2 separate regions of the Mus musculus genome follow, and region 2 is linked to region 1. The links are chromatin contacts, called in public HiChIP or PLAC-seq maps. All regions are on one chromosome and are shown on one strand. The core of a region is the stretch at or near the end of the contact, and the rest is flanking DNA. Distances in the headings are between cores, read along the strand shown. Region 1 overlaps Tmem233 (transmembrane protein 233). Region 2 has its middle 25 kb from the start of Gm36841.

Evidence for each region. HiChIP or PLAC-seq counts read pairs in DNA pulled down with a chosen protein or histone mark.
Region 2: an H3K27ac HiChIP or PLAC-seq map of embryonic stem cells shows a contact between it and region 1, with 5 read pairs. The contact joins two enhancer-like sites. A contact is called at or near these places in 1 of 484 Hi-C or Micro-C datasets (the Ba/F3 cell line) and 1 of 115 datasets of contacts at active chromatin or transcription factors (embryonic stem cells).

Annotation. Positions count from the first base shown.
Region 1 is chr5:116,050,383-116,056,082 of GRCm38.p6, reverse strand. Tmem233 (transmembrane protein 233) reads left to right here. Exons shown (of 3, transcript NM_001101546.2): 2 at 4,629-4,765. Among named protein-coding and RNA genes, the nearest start is that of Gm13842, 24 kb to the right of the region's middle. Within about 2 kb of position 2,977, at least 7 of the 459 cell types and tissues checked have an H3K27ac peak or open chromatin away from gene starts, as enhancers often do. A contact at or near this core is called in embryonic stem cells, where this site is marked.
Region 2 is chr5:116,378,705-116,384,404 of GRCm38.p6, reverse strand. No RefSeq gene overlaps it. Among named protein-coding and RNA genes, the nearest start is that of Gm36841, 25 kb to the left of the region's middle. Within about 2 kb of position 3,049, at least 54 of the 459 cell types and tissues checked have an H3K27ac peak or open chromatin away from gene starts, as enhancers often do. A contact at or near this core is called in embryonic stem cells, where this site is marked.

The sequences.
Region 1 (5,700 bases), core at 1,728-4,227:
AGAAAGAAAGAAAGAAAGAAAGAAAGAAAGAAAGAAAGAAAGAAAGAAAGAAAGAAAGAAAGAAAGAAAGAAAGGAAGGAAGGAAGAAAGAAAGAGAGAGAGAGAGAGAAAGGGAGGGAGGGAAAGGGAGGGAGGGAGGGAGGGAGAGAGAGAGAGAGAGAGAGAGAAAAGAAAGAAAGAAAGAAAGAAAGAAAGAAAGAAAGAAAGAGAGAGAGAGAGAGAGAGAGAGAGAGAGAGAAAGAAAGAAAAGCAGAAGAGAAGGGAAAGGAGAAAGAGAAAAGAGAGAGGGAGCAGAGAGGGAAAGGTTTCGATTGGATTTACTTAGAAAGAAATCCAAAGAAGTCCAAGTTCAAAGGTTCTACCAACTAGCCAAATGAAAAGCACAAGACTGCTGTCTAGAGGAAATATCAAGCGATACATCTGCTAAGTCTCCCAGGATTTACAGCAGGCTGTTCATAGTAAGAACAAAACATCCCCTCTGCAGCATGTGCTGAGGTCCCCCTGTAGCCTATGCTGTGCTCCCCCTGTAGCCTGTGCCGTGCTCCCCCTGTAGCCTGTGCCGTGCTCCCCCTGTAGCCTGTGTCGTGCTCCCTCTGTAGCCTGTGCCGTGCTCCCTCTGTAGCCTGTGCCGTGCTCCCCCTGTAGCCTGTGCCGTGCTCCCCCTGTAGCCTGTGCCGTGCTCCCCCTGTAGCCTGTGCTGTGCTCCCTCTGTAGCCTATGCTGTGCTCCCCCTGTAGCCTGTGCCGTGCTCCCCCTGTAGCCTGTACCGTGCTCCCCCTGTAGCCTGTGCTGTGCCACCAACCTTGCCAGAGGGAATATGAAGCTGTCTTTACAACGATTCTAGGAAATGTGTGAGGCAGTCACATGTGAAGGACCGGGATTAGACATGCAGACATATTACTCTGGCTTTATCTCAGAGTGCAAATTTCTTTCTCCCAACATCAATCTAAGTGGAAGCTGGAGGAGTGTCAGGACTACTTCCACAGGATTTGTGGGTGAAGCATCTAAAAGACATACCAATCTACATAACTCTGAGATATAAGATTAAATGGTGTTTTTATGTTCTGTTTGTTTCTGTAGCGTTTAAGTGATTGGCATGTATCCAAATTGCATTCATAATTTTAAAAAATAATAAGATGATATAAACCAGGGCAGCAAGGTGGCTCAGCAGGTAAAAGCACTTGTCACCAGGCCTGATGACCTGAGTTCAATCCACACGACCATTGCTTGAAGGACAGAATCTGCTCCAACATCTTAGTCATCTGAAGCCATCCAGGATCCTTTCTCATCCCTTCGGACCAGAGGGGCGCCATTTGCACTCTGAGCTCTTTGGAAGAAAAAGATTTATAAACCATGCACTTTTCTCTAACACTCGTTTCTACAACTTTGATCTGTCCCATCTGCCAAGAGCCCCTGAGAATGACACTTACCTGAAAGAAAAAAATAACTACAGCCAGGGTAGGAAGCACTTGTCCAAAATGTCTGAGTCCCTGAGCCACACCACCGCACTGGAGTGGGCCCGAGGATCCCTCCCACCGTCCCCAGCTCCCATTGTTAAATGTCTAGATGGGAGTGTCTAGCACTCGGTGCCCTCTACCCCTTGCTGTCTGAGGAGGTTGGGGAAACTTGGAGTACAAGGGTCCGACTTGTACAGAGGTAGGCCATTAGAGATGGGCCTCGGAGGATCTCTGCTCCACCTCTAGTTCTTGGTCCCTTTCTCTCTGTTTCTGATCCTTGTCCTAACGTGAACAAGCTAACCACCGCGGATCTCCTGCAGCCTCAGACAGACAGTAAACCCCTCCTCCTCCTTGACGCTATCTTTGTCAGGTGCTTTGTCCCAGCTATGAACAAAGTAACTCTTACATGACCCTTAGGCTGGCCCCATAGCAGAAGTCCCTTAGCCTGGAATCTTGAGTCTCTTCTGCCCTGATCCCTGCCCAATATCTTTATGTTCACCTAGCAGTCTTACCAGGGAGAGCCTTCTCCAAGAGGCAAGAGGGGAAATGAAGGCAGAGCTAAGTCCTATATACAGAGAAAAAAATTCTCCTTGGCATTGAAAGAGTTATTTTTTTTTAACTGTCTCAAGCCTTCAGGATCTCTCTCATGAATCTTGGGGAGAGGGTGGTACCCAAGGAGGAGGAGAGTCACACGCAGGGTGCCAGGCTGTCTGATGGTGACGAAGGATGTATCCGTAGCTGGTACTCAAACCCCTTAGCCAGGTGGTCATTGTGGCTTTGCTGACCTGACCCAAACAAGCCGAATAGCCCAGAGGCCCCCATCTCTTCCCTGAGCCCCCATCTCTCCCCTGAACCTCTATCTCTCCCCTGAGTCCCCCATCTCTCCCCTGAGCCCCCACTCTCTCCTAAGCCCCCATCTCTCCCCTGAACCCCCATCTCTCCCCTGAGCCCCCATCTCTCCCCCATCTCTCCCCTGAGCCTCCCCTGAGCCCCCATCTCTCCCCCATCTCTCCCCTGAGCCTCCCCTGAGCCCCCATCTCTCCCTTGAGCCCCCACTCTCTCCTGAGCCCCCACCCACTCTCTCCTGAGCCCACAGGCGATGCCCTGACGATAGGTTTGCCTTCCAGTGTAACCCAGGCTGGTTATCCTCCCTACTTATTTGGTCACTGCTATTGGAGAGCAAAAGCTTTTCTTGCCCAGACAGTCAAGAGTTAACCCTGTTGGAGGATCTCATTATTTCTCCTCTTCTTGCTCAAGTCTTCATGACTGCTGATCTCGAAGACATTTTCCAAGGACGCACAAAAGAATGATCATTTGTCTGTCAGGGGTGGAGGGTCTGAATCTTCCTAACTCTACGCGAGATCACAAGGTCGGAATTTGGATTCCTAATGCTCCTTGCAGTGACTTTGACTGTGAAGAATCTAAAACACCTGTCTGAACCTGGGTCCTCAGGATCACGCCCCGGCACACCCAAAGACCCCACGGTTACAATACCAGAGGAGGCTGGGGTTGCAGCCAATTCACAGGAAAAGCAGTGTCCAATTCACGTGTTAATTCCTTGAATCGTCTGTGTGAAGCTGCTTCCACTACTACCTCCAATTCTCAGACAGGGACAATGAGCCTTGGAAAGGTTGGCTGCTCCTGTACCTATCCCAGCTGCTCAAATAGAATCTGACCCATGAGATGAGCTAGATCTTGTGCTTTCTCAACTAGATCCCAGGTGGGCTGGAGCTGGCTAGAACCAAGGACTAACCTGAAGTCCTGATCCCAGGCCTCTCTGCCTCTGCCGCCCCACCCCCACCCCCAATCTTAGGTGGCTCTTGGGGGATTAAAGGAGAAGGACCAAGGCTCCCTGGGTAGCTTTTCTCATTGTTGCAACATTTTAACAGCCTGAGAAGCTACATCTGGGTGTTCCAGTTAAAAGACAGTCTTGGCGGGGCTGGAGAGATGGCTCAGCGGTTAAGAGTGTGCGGGGCAGTGGTGGTGCACTCAGCACTTGGGAGGTGAAGGCAGAGGCAGACGGATTTCTGAGTTCGAGGCCAGCCTGGTCTACAGAGTGAGTTCCAGGACAACCAGAGCTACACAGAGAAACCCTGTCTTGAAAAACCACAAAAAAAAAAAAAAAAAGAGTGGTTAAGAGCACTGACTTCCGCATAGAAATGAATAATTGAGCCAAAGTTCTTAATGTGTGAATGACTGGATGTTTTCTGTAAATAACCAACCAGCAGATAGCTTGGGCTTGACAAACGCTATAACCTTTGTCCCAAGTCCCTAACGCTGTCACTGTAGCACAAAAGCAGTCACAAGCGATTACAAACAAATGAATTTGTGTCCGATCCAAATGAGCTATGCAAAAGCAGGGCCCCAGCTGGCCTGGGCTGTGGGACATACTTTGCAATGACTGCATTTGACAGGGCCATGTCCTGCATGTCTTGACAGGGCATGTCTACAGATATGTATCTGCGGGGTTAGATATGCATTAAGTATCTTCCACTTGGCAAGTGTGGCCATGGAAGCCAATATACTGGGCTGAAAGAGAGAGGCCAACATCACCACTCATACAGTCTCTGTATGGGGGGGTGGGGGTATGGTAAGTAGGAAATACAGAAGCCTTGGACTGAGGAAAGGCTTCCTGAGGACAGATGATAACAATGCTTTCTCGACAGCCTGACACTGAGATGAGCAGTCTCCAATGGCTCCTTAAGAGTGGTTCTAGCCCGGCAGTGGTGGCGCATGCCTTTAATCCCAGCACTTGGGAGGCAGAGGCAGGCAGATTTCTGAGTTTGAGGCCAGCCTGGTCTACAGAGTGAGTTTCAGGACAGCCAGGGCTACACAGAGAAACCCTGACTAAAAAAAAAAAAAAAAAAAAAAAAAAAAGTGGCTCTATGGGGCTGGAGAGATGGTTCAGTGGTTGAGAGCACTGACTGCTCTTCCAGAGGTCCTGAGTTCAATTCCCAGCAACCACATGGTGGCTCACAACCATCTGTAATGGGATCCAATGACCTCTCCTGGTGTTCCTGAAGACTGTAACAGTGTACTCACATACATAAAATAAATAAATCTTTAAAAAACAAGAAGAAGAAGAAGTATTCTATCAAGACAGTCTGAGAAGGCTCATGCCTTTCTGTATAGAGTGTCTGTGGTCACCAGCTCTTCCTTTGTGTCCCCCAGTCTCTGAACAGCTACAATGATGGAGACTACGAAGGAGCCAGGAGGCTGGGGCGGAACGCCAAGTGGGTGGCCATTGCCTCCATCATCATCGGCCTGGTCATCATCGGCGTCTCCTGTGCGGTGCACTTCTCCAGGAAGTAAGTGGGTGCCCCGAAACCCTCCTGCTAGTAAGAGCTTTTCTCCTTGAGAGGCAGAGGCAGGTGAATTTCTGAGTTTGAGGCCAGCCTGGTCTACAGAGTGAGTTCCAGGACAGCCAGGGCTACACAGAGAAACCCTGTCTTGAGGGAAAAAAAAAGCAGGGTCTTCATATTTCTTGTTACACAGACCATGCAGGGCATATTCAAGGTCTCTCTCTTTCCCACACAGGCATTCTGAGACCCAGACTATCAATAACTCAGCTGTATTATAGCAGTCCTATCTAGAGAAGAACGTGACATGACTGTACCCATCTTGAGTCATAACTGACATGTTTACCTGCAGAATGACCCTAATCAGTTTTTCCTGCTTAGTTTCCACATATACACAAAACCATTAAAGTAGAATATGAAAGTCAACAATCAGACCCGGGCCCAAGGGGTACATCTGACCCTTCAATACCCTCTGAAGATGAACTAAGGACATTCCAACAAGGATGGAGTTACCGTCCCCTTCGTTCTGACCCAAGCTGTAGGGATCCAACTGTTCTTGTACGCCCAGAAGCAAAGTTTCATCAGCAAATCTCCCCAGTAAATTGTTCCGGGCAGTCCTCGATCTGAGGCACCAGGGCCTGTCCTCACACACTTCGACTGGATCGCTCTGGCATGGTGGTAAATATTCTGGACCTCGAAGGCCACAAGGCCTCTCTCACCACAAATCTGCCACCAGGACACAGCTGCAGCCACAGACTGTGTGGGAACAATCGCTGTGGCTGTGTCCTGGTAAAAACCTTATTTACAGAAACAGGTAGCTTTATCTGTGGGCTATGCCTCTCCAACCTTCATTTCTAGAGCAGGAAGTGACGTCAGGCTAAGGCAGGGAGTAGGGAAAATCAGAGAACTATAGGACTTCCTATTGCCTTAGCGAATCCCACTTA
Region 2 (5,700 bases), core at 1,800-4,299, 330 kb before region 1:
ACTGTAGCTGTCTTCAGACACACCAGAAAAGGGCATCGGATCTCATTACAGATGGTTGTGAGCCACCATGTGGTTTCTGGGAATTGAACTCAGGACCTTTGAAAGAGCAGTCAGTGCCCTTAACTGCTGAGCCATCTCTCTAGCCCCCCCCCCCCCTTCTTATTTTCTTAATGGCTGACATCCTGACTGTGGTAAGATGGACTCTCCATGCAGTTTTGCTCTCCATGACTCTGACAGTGAAGGAGGCCACAGATTTATTTATTTAAGCTGTTCATTCACCCATTGGTTGAATGAAGTTTTGTCATCTGCAGGAGAATGCTTGCGACTATAATCATAGTCTGCAAATCAATATAACATTTGTCTTCCCTGGTGTTTCCTAAACTTTATCCTTGACTGTTTGAGCATTTTTTAAAAAATGGCAATTCATGTAGAGCAAACTATCCGCTCTACATGCTGAGACAGGCATGAAAACTTACTGTTTATGGTGTTCATCATGGGGAGACAGAGGTCTTTCTCATCTGATCTGAGTGTTTATACAGCCTTACAATGAGTCTCCATTCAGTTTTCTCTCTTGGTGCCAGGGTTCACTCTACCAAACCCTGTGGAGTGGGCTTGCTTTGTTAATGACTGTCTTCCTCACCTCATAGGACAATATGAGGTTTCTTAGGTCTCTTCTCACTCCATAGGACAATCATAAAGTGTGTGTGTGTATGTGTGTGTGTGTGTCTCAATGGACATGCTTCAATCCTATTAGACCAGCAGCTCTATCTGGTCCTTAAATAAATCCCAACACCATACAAAGAGCCTGGAAGTGGTAACTGTTCCTTAAATTTCTGTCATATAATTGAGATAAATAAGCCCACATTGAGCATGTGTGAGCCCTTTGTATATTGCTACATCCACTCTAGTAGTGACATGCGTGACAGGCCCCAAAAACCTGGGCGCTGTCCCGAGTCGAAAAGTTCACGGAAACTTAAGTCTCCTGGAACCGTGGCATCCTGTATAAAAAATGCTCCAATGTCCTTGCTTTAGTTGGTAAATGGATCTGTGTGCTTTCCCTTAATATTGCTTTATTATAAGTGCTTCTATGGATTGATTTTTGATATATAGCTAAGTTAGATTCCTCATTAGTCCTAGGCAGTCCTTGAGCCGATCTTGGGCTTTGAATTCAGTAGGAATGTTGCCTATTCAGTGACATTAAGAATTGCCTCAAGTATTGTAAGAGAGATAGTGAAAGAAACCAAGCATTATTGTCTACTACGTAGAGTTAGAAATCTCAGGGCAAACTACTCCCATATGCAGGAATTTACCATTATCTAGGAAGAAGGAAGGTTGTGGTCTAGGGAGGAACCAGAGTAGATACTTAGAACTATAGATAGCTGAGTTACACCCATACACAGGAATTAACAATGGCCTAGGGAGAAGGTGGACTATACAATAGACTAGAATAGGAACTAAGGCAAGGGCACGATGTCCTCGCCCCTGACTTCTAAGATTAAGCTGACCTTAGGTGGGGCTGCTTTTGATCCCAGATGTTAACATTGAATTTTATCCCAGCTGGTTCCTGCCAGTCCTTCATGTTTGCATTCCTCTGTTTTATGTAAGGATCTGGTAAAACCTCTTTGTACCTTGCGGGCGTGTCACCTTAACTTCCCTATTTTCTTCTCTATAAAAGGTCTGATGCTCCATTTGACAAATTACATTCAGATCCAGCACACTCTCGTGCCTGCGTCTGTCAATTCTCGCTGACTCTATGCCCATCTGTCCAAACCCCTGATTCCCATGGATTGAGGGAAGCTGACTAGGCCCGGTCCGTGGCAGTATAGAACAATCTCCTTTCTCCAATGTGTGTTTTTGGGAAAATATTTGACAAGAATCTTTCTCAAAAGTCGGGAAGCCGAAGCTGTGCAGGTTTATATCTGGACTTTCTGTCTTATTAACTGACCTCTGATTCTAGTTTTGTGCTAGCACAATGCTGTTTCTTTTCTACCCTGTGGCCATATAATATAATTTCAAATTAGGTACAGTGGTACCTCTGGTTGCTTATTTTGTTTCGTTCTTGCCTATGACTGAACTATCCAAGGTGTTGTGTTTCCAAAGTTTAAGATATTTTCTGCTTCTGTAAAGAATGATGTTATAATTTTTATAGGGATTGTATTAACTGCATGTCACTTTCAGTAATATAGCCACATCTTTACATTATTAATCTCCCCAATCCTTAAGCACATAGACCATTTGGTTTTTCATCCATTCGTCTATTGATGGTTTTTTCAGTGGAAGTCGATATAGTTAGGTCATGGCAGATAATATTACCTCAGTTAGCTCTTATACCCAAGATGGTAAGTAGGCAATCAGTATTTCAACTGGGCAGGTGAGGATGTCGGGACTCGTGGTAGTGAAGGAGATAGCCCATGGTCAGATAGTCAAGCAGTGGTAGACCTAAGATTGGAAGGACTCCAGCTGGTTCCCTTCCCATCCGATGACTCATGCAAGAGGCTTCTCACTGTCATCCAGAAGGCAGGAAGCAGAGAGCCCCTCACCACAGAGGAAGCCTGACCCTGTGGCTTAAACACAGCCGTTTATTTTCTCACAGTCTCAAGTTGGAAGATCGAGATCCAGGTACTGGCCAGTTTGGGTTTTCTGAACTGTTCTCTGCAGCTGAAGACAGTCACCTACATGCTGTCCTCAGACAGTGTGGGGAGATGAGAGGGATTCTCTGCTTCCACCCTTGTGACGCCATCAACCATGGAACCAGGGCCCCACCTCCATGACTCACTTAGGCTCCGTGACTCCCTCGATGGTAGTTACGGTCACGTTGTTGTGACCAAACACCTGAAAGAAACAAGAGAGGGCTGTTTTGTCTTGTGGTTTCAGAACAGTTCTTTGAGACACATGGTCATCATGGCAGCTAGGATGCCTGTTTGTGAGCCTCTGTACCAGAGACTTTCCACAGAGATCTCTGGCCCAGCCTGGGGCTAGGTTCCAGCGAAGGGAAGCGAGTGTGGGTGTGCGGGCAGGAAGGGGAAGTCGCGTCCACCACTTCTGCTGCTGCAGTTGGCTCCTGTCTCTGCCGTGCCTTCCTGCCTTCCGGGCTACTCAGTTACTCTGCGCTGCCCTGCACTGAGTCATGTCGGGCTGGACCAACGAGAGGCTGACTAGCCAGTGAGGAGTGCGGCGGAGCTTCAGATGGCGTTTCAGGAGAGCAGACCTCTTCCCAAGTGTTACAGTTCTTAAAACAGAAGGCTCGGATGACAGAGTAGTTTTCTCGCACTTTCAATTCCCTGGATAGGATTTATATACAGTTTTGGGAGTGATTCAGAGTTCGACAGCAGATACCTCTCATTGGCTTGGGGAAACCTTATTTGCAAGTGGGAAGACTTGGTGCTGCTCCTACGTGACTGAGAGCCACACAGCTCTACTGTGGGGAGCTGTGGGAGCCTTTAACTGTGACCGGAGCCAGGGGCCCAGGAGGTGTGGTTGAACACCTTCGGTCCCATCCAGGGGGAAATCACCACCCACCCGGTCACCGGGATTCCAGACAAAGGAAGTGTATGCTGGTGAATTCTCGCTCTTTGGCAATACCAAAAGAAGGATGTATCTCCTCCAGAGGCCACTCCAGTGAACCACTTTTGCCAGCTATGCCCCATCACCCCAAATTTCTAGAGCCCCCAAACCAGCAACGGCAGTTCAAGAAACACCATCACCCAAGTCTGAGTAAGACACGGCCCAATTCCAACTGTTCTAACCTTCAAACACAGCCACACTGGGGCTGAGAGCATGAGGTACAGATCTTTACAAAGTACGAGTGTGTGGTTTCCTGTGACAGCCAGAAGACAGCATCGGATCTCCTGGAGCTTGCGTTTTTTTAGAAGCCACCTGACATGAGCGCAGGTCTTCTGAAAGAGCAGCAGCTGCTGATCACCACCAAGCCACCTCTCCAGCCCCAAGGCATGGGTGTTCTTTGAGGAACGGGAGCATTCAGTCTCTAGCAGATTCTTTTCCAGTTTTTCTCTTCCCTCATCTGGATTCTACACCACACACACCCTACTGACGGAGAAGCTGTTCACGGCGAGAGCGAAGAGACAGAGAGACAAAAAGGCGAAAATATCCAGCCAAGCAGCAAATATTTACTGACTTGGTAGATCTTTTCCTTTACTCCCCTCACAAATGAAAACAGACCAGAGCATCCACTACTGTCTTCTCGGATTATTGAACTAAAACTATTTCCCACCACAATGCTTTTATTAGTAGAATGATTAGATTTTTTTTTTCTTCCAGCGAAGTCATTACTGGAGCAGGAGCCTGTGGCCATCCAAAGAAATACCCCAGACTAGCCTAAACCGACAGCTTTCTCTCATTTGTCTGTGGGCAGGGACAGCATCCATTTCCTTTCCTTTCCTTAATCATATTTTTTTTGTAACTCCATAAAACATTTTAGTGCAGCAAAATGAGAACATTAGAGGAAAATAAACACCAACGCCCCTGCCCCCATTCAGAGAACAGAGCAAACTATGATTCTGTTTATGGCTGCCCCGCTGGCATTGCCCTCATGATGATTGGCTGGCCAAAATGACAGTAAGTAAGTTTGCATCCTTCCTCTAGTGCATCGTGTACCACGAGCATCTTTCCCCTCCCCAGATTCAGGATTCCCCTTTAAAGGTCTGCCTGCTACTGGATTCTGTCAGATGGGCACTTCATCATTGATGTAGGAGCAGCCACACCCACCCCCGCCCCCCACGTTACATGGTTAGGCTGCTTCTCGCCTTTGCCTTCTTATAAATGAAGCAGACTGAAATGAATGTTCTGGGAGCTCAACGTTTATGCTCGTCCATACTTCCTTTCCTAGAAGTAGCATTCTTGAGTTAATGCGTGCTCACAGTTTTGTTAGCATTACTGATCATTCATACAGCCTATACACATATACTTTGCTCTCAGTGGGGAGGGTTTTGTTTCCCCCCTTCTGTTTTCTCCTTTCAGGAGACATCTTTAGGGAGACAGGTACAACACAGAAATTCAAATAAATACAGCTCATTATCATTATCACCAGGAGAGTTAACTGATCATTAAGTTGGAATTGTAGAGCCTGTTTAATTAGCTTGAATTCAATGGCATTTCATCACATGTAAAACAATTGATTTTAAGGTACACCACTATTTGAGGTGAAATTAAGAAGGGGGAAAAAAGTAAAACCTCTTCTAATTAAGTGGCGGCACACCCCCTTAGCAGCTGCACGCAGTACCTCAGTCAGTCTCAACATCCTTTACTTGAGAGTCTTTCCGTCTGGCCTAAAGGATTTGGCAGTTTCCCTCATCTCTACTGCCTCAGGCTTGGTGTATAGTATAACAAGAAACTCCTTTAGAGGCGGTGACTCCATTGGTACAGTGCTTACCCACGTAACATGAGGACCCAAGCTGATCTCCATAAAAAGCCAGGCAGAGAGGTCCATGCTTGTGATCCAAGCATTGGCAGAGGCAGAGATTAGACCACCAGCCTAGCCTATCTGCAAAGCCCCTGGCCAGTGAAAGACCCTGTCTTCAAACAGGAGACATTTACTGCATTTGAGGGACCCAAGGCTGACATCTGATCTCCATTATGTGCAGCACACTGTAAAATTCTTTTATACATGTCTCAGTGACAAAATGTGGGTGTTCCTATTTTCAGGGGTAGGGGAGGTCCATCAGCAAAGATTTTTTTGTTGCT